Linked DNA regions of Danio rerio: region 2 is linked to region 1. The links are chromatin contacts, called in public HiCAR-type maps. All regions are on one chromosome and are shown on one strand. Each heading gives the region's core, a stretch centred on a gene start, on an enhancer-like site or on the middle of the called end of the contact. The rest is flanking DNA. Distances are from core to core; before and after follow the strand shown.

Region 1 (2,700 bases), core at 108-2,607:
GGGGGGGCTCATATTATATCAGTCTTCTCATTTCATGTTTTTAGTTTCCTTCTTCATCTTCTATATTCTTATTTAGGTATTTCCAAGTGCTTGTTTTTTATTTGATGCATTTAATATTAGTTGCAAACAAATTTGATGGAGTTTTCATTGCATTTGCATATAGCCTATTAATGATCTCGTTAAATTGATCACAGTAGTTAATCTCATGGTCTTCTCTCAATTACTTAATTTTCAAAGTAGGTTTGGGTCTCTAAATGCTCAAATAATTAAATTATTTTATAAATTATATAATTAATGCATATCTTATTAGGCTAATTAATATGCTTTGGATGAGTAGACTAAAAGTGGCACGGTGGCTCAATGGTTAGCACTGTCACCTCACAGCAAGAAGGTCACTGATTCGAGTCTCGGCTGGGTCAGTTGGCAATTCTGTGTGAAGTTTGCATGTTCTCCTCGTGTTCTTGTGGGCTTCTTCTGGGTGCTCCGGTTTCCCCACACAGTCCAAAGACATGTGTGTATAGGTGAATTGAATAAACTAAATTGGCCATAGTAGTGTGAATGGATGTTTCCTAGTACTGTGTTGCAGCTGGAAGGGTATCTGCTGTGTAAAACATATGCTGGATAAACTGGCGTTTCATTCCGCTGTGGCGACCCCTGATAAATAAGGAACTAAGCCGAAGGAAAATGAATTATTTTTTTTTAGTTCTTGTATTGTCACAGTAGTTTGGACCTCATTGTCTTTTCTTAGTTTTATTCATTCTCAAAGTAGGTGTGGGTCTAAATGCTCAAATAATTCAACTATTATAAATTATATAACTAACCCATATCTAATTAATATGCTTTGGATGACTAGGCTAAATAAAATCAGCATTGATTCATGTTTTTAAGGTTATTTTTGTTTTGTTCTTGGAAATTCATAATCACCTTTTTTAATTGCGAATTTTAGTGGGCTTAAATTTGTTTAGAATTTACAGTTTTATCACACACTTGAAGTTTTTATTTACTATGAACAAAACCTTAGAAAGAGCATGCTGAACTGTAAACGAGCAAAGTAAATAATCTACAGCTTCAGTTTTTAGGGTCACGCATACCTGACCGCACATCACTTAAAATACCTCAACATCTCCACAGCACTGTCTCCATGGTCTCATCATCCTGATTGTGTTTGTTTAGCAACCGGTCCTTCTCACTCTCAAATATTAACAAACCCCTCTCCAGCCGTGGTCATTTCTGCTGTGGTAGCAGGTTTGTGGGAAAAATGCACCGACAGCCTTTGTAAACATTTTGTGAGTCGCTCAGTCGCTTGTCCCCGTAGATTCCCGCTCTCTGGACAAATACTGCGCGCTTTTTTTTCCCGCGCTCAGCTCAATTCAGTTTTGACAAGTTCGCCATTGTGTTCGCCCTCCCTGAAGCACTAGGCTCACCTCAAGGATAAATGTGTTTGCTGGTGACCTAGTAAAACTAACAGCCGGCCGGGCTTGTGCTCATTGTGTCAGACTGGCAGAGAGCCCCACAGTCACTGTTCACCACACACACATTAGACAAGAGTTATTTTTGGGTTAAGTTACACCAAGTCTTTGTCTTCAGCACAGACCCTAATAGCTCCATCCATGCTCAGATTTATATATATATATATATATATATATATATATATATATATATATATATATATATATATATATATATATATATATATATATATATAAATTGTAGCATATTTAGAAACAAACTGACATACATTTGTAGGCAAAACACTGAGGATAAGCAAATCGTACTAAATTGTACGAATTAGATCGTACGAATTCATACGAATTAGCCACTAAATGAAAAAGTTACGAATTGCCGTGAGATTGTGTTGGGATGCAGCACTTAAGACACATTCATATCCAATAATAATAATAACTAGCCTATAGTAGTTAGCATTAACACCAATAGACTATATTATACCAATAGATTATATTACAAGCAATTTTGTCATCTGTTACATTAAAAAGAGCAACAGACTTTTGTGGTTTAATAAAATGTAAATAATGGCTCCCAAATATGAGGTAAAACCCCAATAAAGGTTTAATAAAGACAACATTATTTTAGGTGTCCACTGCTCTCTATTAGATGGTGCCATTTGGTGAGCTACTCGCACTAGCTGTAATTATTTTTTATGGCAACAAATGTTGGCCAACATTCATCGATATGTTTTGCGTCTTAAATTTCTCATGTGACTTGAACATGAACATGAAAGAAATTTAGGCAAAATATAGTGGAAAAAATATATAATTTTCCCCCTTGTTTAATAAAAGATGAAGCACAATTGCTGTTTTGTTAGACATTCAATAAAAAATTTTAAATTGTTTTAAAACATGTTGTTGAACAAAAAATTATGAAAACACTAACATCATCATGTATTAGCCCGATCTCACTAAAAACATGACTATTTTATGTATTGTCAGACTGTTAATTTCGTTGACGAAAAATTTTCGTCACAATTTTCGTGACGAACAAGTTTCTAAATAAAAACGAAATAAAAATAAGTGATGATGATAACTGTAATTGAAAAATGTACTGACATTTTTGTTAACTAATAAAAGAGTCGAGAATGTGACTGAGGGATTTTTTTATTTTTATTTTTTCAGAATTTTACTTGGTGTGTGATTCATGATCCACACATGCACATTTGAAAAGTAACTGCTCCACAGTAGACAC
Region 2 (2,700 bases), core at 27-2,526, 110 kb after region 1:
GAAACTGTAAATTATTCCTACTCAACTTACACACCATAAAGATACCATTATTCATTTTAAAGACATTTTTATAAAGGAAGTTTGGACAGGACTCAATATAAATATCTAACATCCTTTAATTTGCTATATATAGGCTATGCAATATATTAGAGAAATGGTTAACACTTTATTTTGATGGTCCACACTTGAGTATTAGCAGACTGCTTAATATCTGTTGATACTGCCCCTTCAACAGACATTTAACTGACTAAAAGAAACTTTGCAAGTACATGTCAACTTACACTAACCCTAACCCCAACCTAACAGTTTACTCATAATCTAATAAGAATTAGTCAGCATGCAGATGCAATGTAACTTAAATTCAACAAAAGGACAATGAAAATAAAGTGTGAAAGAGTAATGTTTTAGTGTTTGGTTCATTACACTACAAGATAAAACATGAAAGAATGTATAAAGGTCTCAAAGTGAAAAGACATCCTCAAAGTCACGAAAACTTTAATTACGATGACATTCGGTTCCACTTAGAAATAAATAATACTTGTTTACTTATTAGTAAACACTACTGGTCTGTCATGTTTAACAAGGCTGTGTTATTGTGATTTTCTTGAGCTGCAGAGATAAAATGATGAATGACTGGGCAAAGGCCACGACCATTTGACCATAAACTTACCCAACCTCCATTTTCCTCGATCCAGTTTTCCAGTGGCCCGTTCAGGTAGTCAGTCATCCAGTGTGCAATATTATCTACCTGGGACGCCATCTCCCGGTTGACGCTTTCCACGCACATGGTCCCACCAAACTCGAAGAATGCAATGATCCGCCCCCAGTTCACTCCGTCTCTAAAGAGCTCTTCGGCCACGGTTAGAAAGCTGCGTTGCGCAGAATTTGGGTTGAACACCATTTGTTGGGACATTTCCTCAAATTCGCGTTGGTAAATCCTTTCTATTTCATCTCCAGCATCCCGTAACACCCGGTAGAGCCTCAAATGAGGGTCTGAACGAGTGACCCGGGCTATCAGGCATTCAGAGTTGTTCCCTCCGCCGGCTGAGGGAGCCTGAAGCCTCCTGTCAGAGTTTGGAGAGGATTCCTCCACTGCTTTATTGAAGGTGTCATCTTCCTCAGCAGAGGACTGACATTTCCACACATATCCTCGCTTTGAAAGTTTATGCTTGAGGTATTTCTCCACAATATTCCGATTGTCATAGCTAATTTCGTTAGCCATGGTTTTAAATCACGATAGAAACGCGCGCGAGCAGGAAAGAGTCGGTTATTCGAAGTGCATGGTAACGGAAAAACGGTCTCTCAACGAGAAAAGCTGGGGAAAATGTCAAATTCACATCGCGCTGATGTGAATTCTGTCATTAAAATGCAATATCTGAGGCAAATGTTATAATTTAGCATCACATTCATTGGTTGCGACTCGTTAAAATGTTAGTTTTTAACTTTATATCCAGAACTGGCTGCAAACCCTCACGTCCAGAGCGCGCCGATTGATGGATGAATTGGCGGTTGCTGCAGTGCGCGAGCGCGGCGCGAGGAATGACCCTTCACTGCTCAAACTCACTGCGCTTTTCTATTACACTCCACTGGATATCCACCCAAAAGCGCACTCACATACAAAAAACACCGTACGTCGTTGACGTTACAGGACTGAAGGAGAGAGTAAAAGCAAACGCAGTATTTCTAAATATTCCACTGACATTCGAGGTCCCAGAAAAGACGGAAGAGAAAATAGCAACCAAGTCAGCGCACGAAGCACTTTTCCTCGTGTCAGATGGACAAGTATATTTCCATGCTGTTTTGGCAAAACGCAGTTTCTCCAACGCGCGGTGCGGATCGTGCAGAATTTACGCGTGCTCCGTCACCGCCGACGAATGACATCGAGGCTGGCGCGTTCATTGAAGCGACGCTCAGTCAGAAACTGTTGTAACTGAAGCTGTTTGAAGAGCACTCTCTGCGAGGGGGCGGGCTTCCTTACGTCACGCCATTCATTGTTTTGGCATACGTAGTAGGATGTTGATATTTAATAGTGTCTGCGTTGGTGTTTGAAGTGCACTTCTTTTCATTCGTCAAAGCTTCTTTTCAACATCCCCCCGGGACTCCATACTTCAGGCGTGTTTGTAAGTGCAGGGGTTTCACATTTTGACAAATGAATTTCTTAGGGAACCAAGAAGTGTCGTAACACGTTTTGCTCAAACGACTGAAATGTTTTTTTTGTTTTGTTGTTTTTTTTAACTGTCTGCGCAATATGGTGCAGTTTAGATGTGTACACTTTATGTGGTAATTTACAAACCGACATAAGGATAATGCTAATAATCTTATATTAATTATGGGGAGAAGTGGAATTATTTGTGTGTAGTAAATAATAATGCAGGTTGTTTTAGTTCAATTAATTGCATATATTTTACATTAATTGTAGCTAAATAAATGTCATTTTCTCCAACAAAAACAATCTAAATGACAATGTTTTTACTTGAAATTTGGAAATGTTGACAATATGAACAATATGCTGAAATACATACCTAGTATATCCAGTATACAGAGGATGAATAGATATATATACAAGTAGGAACAGTAATTTTCTTTTCAATTATAAATCTAATAAACATTTATGATAAGTATGTTAAGTTTAACTAGTTTAACCACTAAACCTAATAAGCAGTTGTAGATTAATTTAAATTAAGCAATGGCAGCGGGTTC

Evidence for each region. HiCAR-type assays count read pairs that join an accessible place to other places.
Region 2: a contact with region 1 is called in a HiCAR-type map of caudal fin, with 7 times the contacts expected there. The contact joins the promoter of bcl2a here to the enhancer-like site in region 1. A contact is called at or near these places in 9 of 18 Hi-C or Micro-C datasets (embryo, fibroblasts, hematopoietic stem cells and 2 more) and 2 of 4 datasets of contacts at active chromatin or transcription factors (caudal fin and embryo).

Annotation. Positions count from the first base shown.
Region 1 is chr24:32,300,539-32,303,238 of GRCz12tu, forward strand. It overlaps LOC141380726 (a long non-coding RNA gene), which reads right to left. Exons shown (of 2, transcript XR_012399454.1): 2 at 2,595-2,700. Among named protein-coding and RNA genes, the nearest start is that of bcl2a, 110 kb to the right of the region's middle. Within about 2 kb of position 1,358, at least 15 of the 62 cell types and tissues checked have an H3K27ac peak or open chromatin away from gene starts, as enhancers often do.
Region 2 is chr24:32,408,321-32,411,020 of GRCz12tu, forward strand. It overlaps bcl2a (BCL2 apoptosis regulator a), which reads right to left and starts at 1,277. Exons shown (of 2, transcript NM_001030253.2): 1 at 671-1,277. The coding sequence starts at 1,222.